Regions from separate parts of the Capra hircus genome. Here region 1 is linked to region 2. The links are chromatin contacts, called in public Hi-C maps. All regions are on one chromosome and are shown on one strand. Each heading gives the region's core, a stretch centred on a gene start, on an enhancer-like site or on the middle of the called end of the contact. The rest is flanking DNA. Distances are from core to core; before and after follow the strand shown.

What was found. A called contact is a pair of places that touch in the nucleus more often than the background predicts.
Region 1: a Hi-C map of liver shows a contact between it and region 2, with 8 times the contacts expected there. The contact joins two enhancer-like sites. A contact is called at or near these places in 4 of 5 Hi-C or Micro-C datasets (blood and liver).

What each region holds. Positions count from the first base shown.
Region 1 is chr22:44,257,090-44,264,183 of ARS1.2, reverse strand. No RefSeq gene overlaps it. Among named protein-coding and RNA genes, the nearest start is that of FAM208A, 7.7 kb to the left of the region's middle. Within about 2 kb of position 3,338, at least 1 of the 5 cell types and tissues checked has an H3K27ac peak or open chromatin away from gene starts, as enhancers often do.
Region 2 is chr22:44,007,306-44,014,122 of ARS1.2, reverse strand. The region is part of intron 2 of ARHGEF3 (rho guanine nucleotide exchange factor 3); the gene reads right to left. Among named protein-coding and RNA genes, the nearest start is that of ARHGEF3, 76 kb to the right of the region's middle. Within about 2 kb of position 1,507, at least 2 of the 5 cell types and tissues checked have an H3K27ac peak or open chromatin away from gene starts, as enhancers often do.

The sequences.
Region 1 (7,094 bases), core at 2,089-4,588, 250 kb before region 2:
GATGTTAAGTGAAAATAAGTCAGACACAAGAGTATATACTGCATGATTCCATTCGCATGAAGTTCAAGGGCAAGACAAAAATAGTCCATGATAATAAAAGTCAGAACAGTGGTTCCCTTATGTGTCTGTAGCAGGGAGGTGTGTGAGGAGGTGCTGAGTCAAAGGGGATATGAAAGAATTTTTGAAACAATGATAATATTCTACATCTTGATTTAGGTGATAGTTACAAGGGTAGTACATAAATATATATATTTGTTGAACTCTACATTTGAAAGTTGTGTGTTTTACTGTATGATGTTGTTTTTCAGTTCAAGATCGACAAACCAGAAACGCTTCTGCAGGTTCTCATTACTCAAGGGACAAAGATAAGAATTCTTCCTGGGGCTTAGAGAGTCCTGCTAATCCTGACCCTTTTCTACTTTCCTCTCCACTCCAGTTCCCTAAGCTCCTGGGTGCTTCCCCCATCTGGCCCCCTCGCTGGGCTCCCCTGGCCACGTGATCAGGCTCAGCACACACTGCTTCCCCAGTGTGGTGTGCTCTTCCTCCCTCATCCTCACGAGCTCCTCCTGAGCTTCTTTTGGCTGCAGCTTCACTTCCTTGTGTAAAATTCCTTGATCACCCTCCTCTCATTTGAGGTTGGTTCCCGCTGTGCTTTCACAGAACCTTGTTGTTTTCAGGCTGTTTACCTTTCACTTCCCTCAGTTTGTAATGACTCCCTCATTTGTGGAATTCTCTCTCTCGCCCCCCCACCCCGCCCCCGCTAGAACCTATGTATAATCTGCTCCATGGGCTGAAGAGCAATGTCTGGGTTTGCTTACCATAATGAGCCTGGCGCAGTGCCTAGAACACAGTGCCTGGAACACAATAGGTGTTTATGAAATCTGTTTTGACTGCCAAGGGCAAAGTGGCTATCTGATCTTTTCTTTTCTGGCAAGAATATCGTTATTTCACATAACCTGATTTGGGTTTACCACATTAAGTGTTTACTGGTATATCTTGCTTTAAGCAAACTTCATAATATGCAAATGTAGACTCCCAAAATATAAATTCGGGTGTGTCTATCAAATGCCGTTGAAATGCCTTATGTAAATTCACAATGCCTTTTACTGCATTTGAGAAGACAGATGAACATCATTTGCCAAATCCAAGATTTGTTGAAATAAAAAGGATTTAACAATTGGGAGTGATTCTCCTGTATTATCAGCTGGGTGACCAGTAGAGTTCCAGGTATAAGATCGTTTACACCAATGCTGTTTCCATCTGAAGAAAGACAAGGTTATACTAACTTCACATGGTGGCTGGTGAAGTTTTCTAAGAAGAGGATGGTGCTAAGGACATGAGTTACACAAAGCAAAAAAAAAAAAAGAAAATCTCAAGAGCAAGTGGTATATTGCAAAAGTGCGAATAGTGGTGAAATGTGTGAAAAAAAATTCAAAGTGTTTTTGATTTTATGCTTTTATAATAAAGGAGAGCAAAAGAAAGTTGTAGAAATTCAGAAGGTTTAACACATCTCACTACTCAATTTGGAAGACTGTAAGCTTGAGGAAAAGGAATAATAATACAGATATTTTACCATGCTTTCTCTCAACAAGTATTTCTTGGGACCCTATCTGCTACCAGGCCCTAGGTTGGGCTTCTGGGGATAGAGCTGAAAATAAACAGATGCATCCCGACCCTGGGTTTATAGTCTGGTGCTTCCCAGACTATAAACCCTTTAATCTCCACAGCAGTTGCCAGAGAAACATTGCCATGTTTGGCAGAGGAAGCAATGGTGGCTTAACTGTCTTGCTCGACGGAATAGCTCCAATAAGTGACAGAGCAGGACTCGAATTTGTCTATCTTCTGACTCCGGTCTCCGGCAAGTAAATGAAATTCTACTTGCTTGTAGGCCTCTAGGAGCTCTAGTTTGTTAATCAAGGCTCTCAACAGAAATGAAGAAAAATTACAAAGTTACACCATAATACATTCCCATCACTCCCCTATGTGTCATTTTTTATCCCTTGTTTGGTCCCTCTATTATTCTGAATGCACAGGAACATGTGTGGATGTATGTGCGTGCTCAGTTGTATCTGGATCTATGAGACCCCCATGGACTATAGTCCACCAGGCTCCTCTGTCCATGGAATTTTCCAGGCAAGAATACTGGAGTGGGCTGCCATTCCCTTCTTTAGGGGATATTCCCCACCCAGGGATAGAACCCATGTGTCCTGAGTCTCTTGCATTGGCAGGTGGATTCTTTACCACTGAACCATTGAAACTTCCTGCCACCTCCCTTACAAACACAAGTCTTTTCATTTTTACTTTTTCTTTTGGCACTGAACAATTTCTAGAGGATTTGTGGAGAGACAGAAGCAAATCAGTCATCAGTCATCTAGTCTCCCTGCCGGACTAACAACTGAGCACAGACATTGCATTCCCTTTGACATGATTCAGGTTACGGCTTTATTATTTGGTGCTTCATAATCCAAGAAAGGTACTCAGACTTACTGTAATTTTGGACATTTTCTCTCCAATTTATAAAAGGCCAACAAGAAAAACAAAAATTTCCTTTAAAATATAAGAGGCTAGCAATAAAAGATATAGTTAAAATGACCTTTTGCTACTGTGATACTGTGATTTATAAGAAATATGTATATATTTGGCATTCAGATGACCAAGATATATTTCTCAGGTATATTTGGCTTCAGTCACAGTTCCTGGTTCATAGCTCCCAAAACCCTTAGAATTTTTGGGCTGATAGAGCAATAGGAGGATCTTTTGCTATAATGTTTGTCCTTCCACAAATGCTGCAGGCGGAATGGGTATCTTGATATTTACAACAATCTCTTTCCATCACAATTGGGTATATGTTAACAAAGTTGACTTTGGATTCCACCCCAGGGTGTGGGCTCCTTGTCAGCCCAAGTGACTGGCTGGTTTTCCTGATTTCAGTCCCACCTCTTGATTTCAGGGAGGGGAGGGGAGCTTGCGGTTGAATCATTGTCCACTGGCCAATGATTGAGTCAGTCATGGCTATGTAAAGAAGCCTCCATAAAAACCTCAAAAGATAGCTTTTTGACCCTTTGCTGGGGAGCTGCTACATGGGGGACAAAGATCTGCTTCTACATGCTAACTTGTCAAGTCCCAAATTCCAAGAGAACAGAAGTTTCTTTGTTCCAGCACTTGCCCTGTATATCTCTTCATCTGGCTGTAGATTTTTATCTTTAAATAGCCTTTCAAAATAAATTAGGGCTTCCTCAGTGAATCAGCGGTAAAGAATCCGCAGGAGACACAAGAGACTCAGGTTTGATCTCTGGCTGGGAAGATCCCCTGGAGAAGGAAATGAAAACACACTCTAGTACTCTTGCTTGGAAAATCCCGTGGACAGAGGAGCCTGGCAAGCTACACTCCAGGGGGTAGCAGAAGGGTAGGACACGACTTAGTGACTAAACAACAACATAATAAATCAGTAATCTCATCAGTAAATAGATTTCCCTGAGTTCTCTGGGCTGTTCTAGCAATTACTCAAACCCAGAGAGAAACCCATGGGAACTTCTGATTTGTATTCAGTCATTCAGAAGCACATGTAACAACCTGAGCTTGCTGCTGCCATATAATGTGGTGGGACTGTGGAAACTGATTCTATCTCTGAGTTGATAGTGTCAGAACTGAGCTGAATCACTGGACACCCAGCTGGTGTCTGAGAACTGCTGCTTGGTACAAGGAAGCCTTCTCTTGGCAAAATTCTGTTAGCCTTTGCCCTGCTTCATTTTGTTCTCCAAGGCCAAACCTGCCTGTTACTCCAGATATCTCTTGACTTCCTACTTTTTATTCCAGTCCCCTATGATGAAAAGGACATCTTTTTTTTGGTAGTAGTTCTAGAAGGTCTTCATAGAATCATTTAACTTCAGCTTCTTTGACATTAGTGTTTGGGGTATAGACTTGGATTACTTTGATATTGAATGGTTTGCCTTAGAAACACACAGAGATCATTCTGTTGTTTTTGAGACTGCACCCAAGTACTGCATTTTGGGCTCTTTTCTTGACTATGAGGGCTACTCCATTTCCCCTAAGGGATTCTTGCCCACAGTAGTAGATATAATGGTCATCTGAATTAAATTCTCCCATTCCCATCCATTTTAGTTCACTGATTCCTAAAATGTCCGCGTTCACTCTTGCCAACTACTTTCAATTTACCTTGATTCATGGACCTAACATTCCAGGTTCCTATGCAACATTGTTCTTTACAGCATTGGACTTTACTTTCACAACCAGATACATCCACACCTGGATGTTGTTTCTACTTTGGCTTAGCCTCTTAATTCTTTCTGGAGCTATTTCTTCACTGATCTCCAGTAGCATATGGGCACCTACCAACCTGGGGAGTTCATCTTTCAGTGTTCTGTCTTTTTGCCTTTTCATACTGTTCATGGGGTTCTCAAGGCAAGAATACTGAAATGGTTTGCCATTCCTTTCTCCAGTGGTCCACGTTTTGTCAGAACTCCACCATGCCCCGTCTGTCTTGGGTGGCCTTACACAGCATGGCTCATAGTTTCATTGAGTTAGACAAGGTTGGGATCCATGTGATCAGTTTGGTTAGTTTTCTGTGGTTGTGGTTTTCATTCTATCTGCCCTCTGATGGATGAAGATAAGAGGCTTGTGGAAGCCCCTTGGTGGGAGGGACTGGCTGTGGGTAAAAGTGGGTCTTGCTCTGGTGGGCAGGGCCATGCTCAGTAAATCTTTAATCCAATTTTCTGCTGATGGGTAGGGCTGTGTTCCCTCCCTGTAGTTTGGCCTGAGGCCACACTGGCATCAGGACTGGAAAAGATCAGTATTCATTCCAATCCTTAAGAAGGGCAATGCCAAACAACGTTCACACTACTGCACAACCGCACTCATTTCACATGCTAGCAAAGTAATGCTCAAAATTCTCAAAGCCAGGCTTTAACAGTACATGAATTGAGAACTTCCAGATGTTCAAGCTGGATTAGAAAAGGCAGAGGAACCAGAGATCAAGTTGCCAACTTCCTTTGGATCACAGAAAAAGCAAGAGAATTTCAGAAAAACATCTACTTCTGCTTCATTGACTACGTTAAAACCTCTGTGTGTATCAAACTGGAAAATTCTTACAGAGATGGGAATATAAGACCACCTTACCACCCTACCTTACCTGAACTTCTCTCAAGAGAAGACTCTTGAGAGTTCCTTGGACTTCAAGGGGATCAAACCAGTCAATCCTAAAGGAAATCAATCCTGAATATTCATTAGAAGGACTATGCTGAAACTGAAGCTCCAATCCTTTGGCCACCTGATGTGAAGAGCTGACTCATTAGAAAAGACCCTGATGCTGGGAAAGATTGAAGGCAGAAGGAGAAGGGGATGACAGAGGATGAGATGGTTGATTGACATCTCTAATTCAATGGACATGAGTTTGAGCAAGTTCCAGGAGATGATTAAGGACAGGGAAGCCTGGTGTGCTGCAATCCATGGTGTCACAAAGAGCTGGACACGACAGAGCAACTAACAATAGCAATGAGGAAGCCTCCATGTGCACATGCACAAGTTGGGACTGGGTGCCAGAATTCTTAGTAACCACATAGTAAAAGCTGATTTTAAAAGAACATTAATTAGCAATGTCCACTGACGAATGGATGAATTTGGGATGATTTGGGAGAATGGCATTGAAACATGTATAATATATATGAAACGAATTGCCAGTCCAGGATACAGGATGCTTGGGGCTGGTGCACTGGGATGACCCAGAGGGATGGTACGGGGAGGGAGGGGGGTTCAGGATGGGGAACACATGTATACCCGTGGCAGATTCATGTTGATGTATGGCAAAACCGATACAATATTGTAAAGTAATTAGCCTCCAATTAAAATAAATAAATTTATTTAAAAATAAATAAAAGTATTATCCATATACTGGAATATTATTCAGCCACGAAGAGAAATAAAGCACTGATATCTGCTACAACATGGATGAACCTTGAAACTATGCTAAGTGAAAGAAGCCAGTCTCAAAAGGCCACATATTATATAACTCTATTTATATGAAATGTATGGATATGGAAATCTATGGAGACAAAGTGGATTAGTGGTTGCCTACAGCTGGAGGAATGGGTGGATTTAGAGGTGAAAGCTAGTTTTTTTTCTTATTTTAGAGTAATGAAAATACTCTAGAATGAATTGTGGTGATGGTTGCATAACTCTGTGATAATACTAAATATCATCGAATTGTACACGTCAATAGTTCTATGTGAATTATATCAATAAAATTCTTTTTTAAAAAAGAAAACTGACATAGTGTTCCACTAGGATGCACGAAGTTCTGTGCCCTATCACCAGTGCTTAAACTTGTGTAATGTTTTTTCCCTCCAAATAAAAAGGAAAAACAAAAAAACCCCAAACACTGGAGCAGCATAATTTAAATATAACAGCTGAGCTGTATCCTTAGTCAATTAAGACAGCAGCAACTGACACCTACACCCTACTGTATGTCTATATCCGTTACTACAGAATGTCAGTGTGTAAGTTGACATTGACAATTGATGAGAGCGCTTGCTCTGTCTTTTCTTGAGTTTTATGTTTTAAAGATTTCTCAAAAGTTACCTAATATTAATGTATTTCTAAAAAAGAATCTTAAATAGAAGGCCTGGTGAATTGTGAACTATCAACATAAAATATTCCAAATTCTTTAAACATTATTGGTTGCGTCTAAATACCTTATTTCAAATATTCTTTCCTGTATTTCCAAACACACTCCAAGTCATGTTTTTACATTATTTTTCCACTAAAAAACAATCCCTGGTTAGAAGAGATTTGCAAAAGTAGACCTTAAAAAAAAAAGCAATCTAGAGATTTAGTACCCCCCGGTGGCTCTGAAAAGACAGACAATAATTCTCATAAGTTTTCCCCTAAGAACTCCTTGGGGAGCCAGCCAAGTTTCAATGGGATAATTGGTAGGTTTATGGTTGCAATTTACATAAATTATAGAAACATAACACCAGACATTTATCTAATTGAAGAAAATGTGGTGTTCAGTTACCCTTCTAGAGGAATTCTGCTTGTGGTTTGTGCCATTTGGTGATTAGCCCATTCTCTTGAGAATC
Region 2 (6,817 bases), core at 258-2,757:
CTCCACTCTTGGATGCACGCTCCCTGAGGGCTGGCTCTCTCTCCTTCCTCCCTTCCTTTCCTTCCTCCCTTTTTCTTTCAAATACTCAAGTAACAGCACATTCAAAACTAACATTAGCCAGAGCTGCACTGTAGCATCTTGTGTCTGCACCGTATTGGGATCCAACTGGGACTCAACAAAAGAATAAGTATGGACAACACCTGTGCAGGGTCAAATCTGGATCCTCCCTCACCAGCGAAGTGACTCTCAGCAAGCGTCCGACCCTCACAAAGCCTCAGAAGCCCCAGCAGTTCCACCACCTCTTGGGATTTTAAGAGAGACGAACAAGTGGACATGTGTAAGAGCTCTTAGAACAGCGCTGGTTAGAGTGCGATAATGGTTACCTATTAATTACATCAATAGGATTAAAAGTGTGATGGGGGGAAAATCCAGTGGAAGGAATTACAATGTCCCCATGGAAAGTACAATGTTCTGCATGACCCAAAGCTGTTCCCTCCTAGGACTGGCCTGTGAGTGCTCTGGTTTTGTAACCATCTCTATCAGTTTTGTACCACTGGGAGGAAGGGCCTGGACAATGGAGGTGCGAAAGTCATGAGACTGGCAAGGACGCTCACCTGGAGCCAAGTATTTATTAATTGCTGTTAATGCACCATTCAGTGCCTGGAGAATCCCATGGACAGAGGAGTCTGGACAGCTTCGGTCCACGGGCCGCAGAGAGCCAGACATGACTGAAGAGACCAATGCACGCCCACTCTGTGCCCTCTGCCCCATTTCTGTCTGAATCTGTGCCCTAAGAAGCTGGGAAAAAACATCTTCCTCTTAAGAGGCTTCAAATATAGACAACAGTAGACAGATTTTAGAATAACAGGACAGATGTTGCAGCTCTAAAAGAGGAAAGTTCCCTCCATGAGAACGTAGAGTTGTATTAGAAAGGGCTGAAAGTGAATCTTTTCCAGGACTGACTTTTCCATGAGAGAACAAGACTCCTGCCTCCACCGAGAAGAAAGTCAGCACAGTATGTAGGTGAAGAGTGCCCTCTGCTGGCCAGCTATGAGAAAACCTCAGGGGTTGCGCAGGGATTGGGGCGGGTGAAGGTGGGCGGGGCGAGTCTAGAATACCCTATGTAGCTCTTTTTTTTTCCTTTTGTCTTCTTTCCTTTCCTGTCTTTTTAATTAATCTGAATTGCAAACAAAGATGCTTCCTTTCCTAAAAGGAGAAGAACAGAGAGAAAGAACAAGGTCAAAGAGAATTTCCTTCCACTCCTCACTTAACGTTTTCCTGCTTGGAGCACATGAATGTCACCTAAAAACGGCCCCTGTGGAACGTGAGTCTTCAGGTGGTCCACAGCACCATCCCATTTCCATCCTAAGACCTGAGCAGATTGCAAATTTCACAGACAGACACCCTGACTCAAAGCCACCTGACTCCTCCCAGAACCTCTGGCGGGGGTGGTGCGCAGGGTGTTGGGGGGGGTGGCAGGGGGCGGCGAAGATCGGCTTGCAGGTAAGGAGATCCCAGTGGCATGGAGGACAGGTTGATTCTGGCTCAGACCCAAATGACTCTGGATGGCCTGCTCTAGAATCCGGGAACCTTTGAAAAATACACCCTCCCACCTCAAGACTAGACCACAGCTCTCTGCCAGGCTGCTCCCCACAGCTGGGGCCCCCACAACCTCACTCTCCAGCTGGAGCATCATCCCCGCTCTCCCCCAAGCCTGACCCTGCAGGTGAGTTCTCACCCTCTGGGTTGAGTGTGCATTCAGAGCACCAGAGCCCACCTGGCGGCACTTCACTGCCCCTTCAGCATCACTCACAGCTGTGAGAAAGTCCCCACTGAGCTCCCTTCTCTGTAATAATAGGAATTGCCATTGACTGGAGGCCCACTAACTGCAGAAACGTGACACATACCACTTTAAAAGAATCCTTCTGACCTCAAGAGACCTCTTGAGCACCTCTGGGGCGCTTTGCTTTCTGAATGAAGGGCAAGAGCCATTTAAAACTTGAGGCTACCCGGCTTCTTGTCCAACAGCTAAGGAATGACTTGGTCCTGTCTGCCTTCCCCGCCAGCCGCTGTTACACAGTCTGAGTTCAGCAGTCTCTATGAGTGAATCAGAGGGAAGAGAGGCAGGATATGGAGAGATGAGGGAATACTGAGGGGGGTGGGGGGAGAAAAGGCTTCCTGAGTGCATATAGAGGGAGTCTAAGGGGAGGAGGAGAGAGATCTTAGGGTGCCTGCAAGGCCAGGCGAGCTGGGGACTGAAGGGAATGAGAAGAGAGAGGAGTTCCTAAGAAGGGCTGCTCTTGGGTATAAAATGGATCCCCTTTGAGTCTTCTTTGACAGACACAGTGAAGAGGAGAACCAACAGACTTTGAACCTTTGGACATAGCAAAACCTGAGGTTTGGAGTGTTGGAAGCTTTGGTATCTGCCCAGGTTACTCGCCAAGGTTCCAATGAGGAAACAGGCTGGCAGAGGGTCACCACCTTGCTAAGGCCCACGTAGCTCGTAAGGGCAGAGCCTCAATCCAAGCACATCTGCCTCCACTGCTCCTTCAGCGATGCTCAGGCCTCTGGGAGAAGGAAAAGACGACCACCTAACAGGCCAGGGGAGGGGCAGACATGAGACAGACCATGGCGACTGAAAACCTCCACAACGAATCGCACACTGTCAGTGATGTCAGAAGCACCAGTTCCTTCCCTTCCCTCCTGCGTCCCAATCCCTGAGCTCGCCCTGGTTCTGAACACCCCTCCTCACTGCGAGATCCCTGACCTGCTGTCCTTTATTGCCCCAAACCCGATTTGGCAAGTGCCCTGCTACTAGCCTCCCCCAGGTCTGCACACAGTGTGCACTCTAACCCCAAACTCCTCCAGCGGGGTGGTAGTTCTGGCCCCAGACTCCTCCAGCGGGGTGGTGGAGGCACAATTTCTCACAGACGTTGTTTCCCTCTCCTGGATTAAACACCCGGCCCTGTGTCTGCCAGGGCCTCCCTGGCGGCTCAGATGGTAAAGCGTCTGCCTGCAATATGGGAGACCCAGGTTCGATCCCTGGGTTGGGAAGATCCCCTGGAGAAGGAAATGGCAACCCACTCCAGTACCCTAGCCTGGAAAATCCCATGGACAACAGGAGCCTGGTAGGCTACAGTCCACGGGGTCGCAAAGAGTCGGACACGACTGAGTGACTTCATTTCCACTTACCTGCACCTGCCTGAGGAAGTGATCTTCTTCCCGTGTGTTCATTCATTCACCAAATAGCCGCTTGTTTCTGCTTTACACCAGGCACTGTGCTAGCCACTCAGGACATAATGCTACTTTAAAAAAAGTTTCAAACTAGGAAATAAAGCATGCCTCTTTAGCATCATCTACAGTCAGCACCTGCCTATAGGGTAGGTGATTTCTGACTTACCATTTGCTTTTGATTAGGTCTCAGACTCTGTAAATTTAGGTTGTGAACTCGTAAAAGACTGGTAAGTTGTAAGTAATTTCTTCCAAGTATTAAAAGATAATTCCAAAGGTTACAGTGTTATTTTTCTGTGGGACCTCAACAAGTTTTGTATCTAAATTTGCCGTCTTATCCCAACATTCTTTTCTTCACAATTATCTACGAATATATGTATATATATGTACACATATATACACACAAATGAGAGTACATGTATGTGTACATATACATACTATATATATACTTACATGCATACACACACATGCATACATATCACATATATCTTCCTGGATACCTCCTAGATCCAGCTTTCTCTTCCTTATCCTTCTAGTTTTCTGATAAATGAGTTAAACAAATATTTTATCCAGACTAAGTATATATTTATACAAGAGTTAAAGAAGGTTTTCAGAGAAAAGCAACCTTTGTGCGGGATCTGAAGAATAACAGGAGGAAAAGCAACCCAGGCCAACAGGGCAGCATGTCTAAAGGCCCAGTGGTAGGGCACCCCGGAGACCTGGGAAGACGGTCGTGTGACCTCCACCATCTGCCGCTGATCCTCTCAACCAACACCTGCTATATCAATATCATGACAGGACTCTTGAGTCCCTCCTGTCTGTCCCAGCCACATGCAATGGCTGTGAACACAGAACTGGCCCCACCGGGGGAGATGAAGAACTGGGTTCCCTGGATCAACTGACTGTAACTCCATGCCACCCTTCTCAAATGACTGGGGAGAGGCCAGGTACAGGACAGCTGGCGAGGACCCAGTTCTTGGGGGAGAGGACACCTGTGCAGTGGACTACACCCTAGGAGGCCAGCCTCAGTATGTGGCACAGAGGAAAACAGAGATCCCCAGACATCAACAGCTCCACACCAAGCCCTCTGTCAACCCCGTGCTCCGTGGTGGGTCCAGCTCCACAGGCTCCTCATTCACCACGTCAGCATGGCACAAACACCTGCTCAAGGGGGCTTGCTAAAACCTGCAACAGAATGATCATTTCTGTACATTTCCACTAAAAACATCAGTCTACATTCAAGTTGTACAGCCGCCTCCTGAGAACAGGGGTTCTCTCTCTCACACAGCTTAATCAGCACCAGCCCTGAGGGCAGAAGACTCTGGCCAGAGGCCAGTAACTACGTGACTTCGGACAAGTTGCTTAACCTGCCTGAGCCTCGGTGTTCTCCTCTAAAAGGGGAAATACTCACGTGTCATTAGAAGGCTCAGTGTTCATGGACACAAACACAATATAAATGGGTCTTATTTTCATAGTTGTTATAATTATCTGATGCTACTTTTAAAATATAACAAGGGTTTGTTAAGTACATAATACAACTCTATGTGGAACTTAGGCAAAATTTCCACATAAAAATGGAAAGCCCCAAACAACAAACTGACAGAAACATGGGCGGAAAGCTAACTCTCGTCTCAAAAGGCTGGCAGGCGTGTTTCTGGAGCGATGTTGCATCAGGCGTAGAGCCGGGCACTCTCTCGCTTCTACTCAGGTGTTAAAATAATAAAGTACAGAGAACTCGGGTCCATTTGTCAACATGTTCAGGTTTTTCAAAAGAGACCACTAGGCGGAGAATATGAATATTCCTCTAAAATTGTTTGCCAGAAAGGGAATAGAACTTTGACAGTCCCATTCATTTCACATTTCTGAATATGAAAGAGTTCATATTTTTCCATTATTACGTGCCTCGAGATATAAGATATTAGTCTCAAGATACTAGCACTCATGTGGACGGGTCATCTTTTAAATAACTTTTTCTCATTAGACCTATAATAATTAGTACCTATGAAGTACTTCCTACATTCCCCTGGTACATATATTGTTTTCTTCCTTGGAGAATTAAAGGTTTTCTCTAAAACTGGGAGGAAATTTTCGGGGCTAATGTAACAGCACTAAGGACTCCTTCAGTCCAGGCCCTGAGGACTTCTGTTTAAAATGTAAATAGGTTATCAGGACCGGGTAACATATTAATACCCACCAGTCATTAAGTCCCACACGTGATACATGGTAATACCTCAACTGAACTAGCAAAGGGCCAGGCTCTGGGGGATGGGGTGCCAGCTGGGTGAGTTTCAATGTAGAAGAGAAGGAGCTGGTACCCACTAGGTACAGGCCCACAAGAGCTCTTTAGTCCCATCATTGTCCATATCCCTATCAAGTAGATCTAGAAACTGAGGTTCCCAAGTTTAAGAAGAGACTCAATGAATAGCATCATCATTCCCCCTATATCCACTCTATACCCCATCAGGAGTCTTCAGAGATCCCCTCTATCTCCATTTCTGCATTTATTTTCTTCAGACCCTTTCCTCCCCAATCCAGTCCCGTCTCAGCTCCCCCTGCACACTGCAACCAGCAGGAAGCTGTTGAATCTCAAATCCAGTCATTCCTTCCTCACCCCTGCATCCCATTTCAAATCTCTGAAAGGTTCCATATCTCTCATAAAATACAGCCCAAGAATTTTTAAAAAGTACAATTTAGTAGACCCTCTAACCACTATACCCGTCCTCACCCCAGCCACCTGGACCTGTTTTCCTGGGAACCCCACTCCAGCCTCCCCACCAGGCCTCCAGCCCTGGAAAAGGGACCCCTCCCTCAAGACACCATCCAGGCTATGACGCTTGGTTCTCTCTGAGCAGCTGAGTCAGCTCAGTGGCACCCTTTCTAAGGAGCCTTCCTGTCAGATCTTCCCCAGGGACCTCTGTCAAGACAGACCACTCCTCTCAATTCCCCCCTGTACCTATCCCTCCAGGTACCCTATTACAAGTCCCTTCGGGGCACGATCCATCTGCGGTCACTTCTGCCCAGTCCATGGCCTGGAAGAGAGCTGGCCTGAGGGTACTGCCCTATTGGAAAGGGGCTGCTACCAACAGAAAGAGCAGCTCACGGGTGAGCGGGAGGTGTTGAAAACGAACTCTTCCCCTGGCAGCTCAGAGGCAGGCTTGTCTGAGCAAGAAGGGCAAGGGGAGAGTGGGGTCTGGAAGCCTCTCCATAAACAGGGTTGACTCCACATGGTGCCTCCCTCAGGGCAAGCTGTCACAGGAACTCAGAGGAGCTGTTTGTAGGGGCTTTTTCCATATCCACATGTGCTTTTGTCCTAGAAGAACACTCTGGGAGTCCAATGAGAGACCCCAGCAGGAGGTGGGGGTGGGGTAAACGATCCCAGCATTCCCCCTGCACTCCTGGCCCACCACCCTGTCATTCCCCCTGTAATTACCAGGAAACTCAAATAGTTTTCCATTTTCCCTCCTCCAGGGGCCCCATGTTCCAACTTAGAATTCCTGGAGATGCTTCAGCAGGAACTTCTAAAAAAATCTTCATTTTGCAAAAAGCCACACTCCTTACAAACTTATATACAGTTGTAAGCAATGTT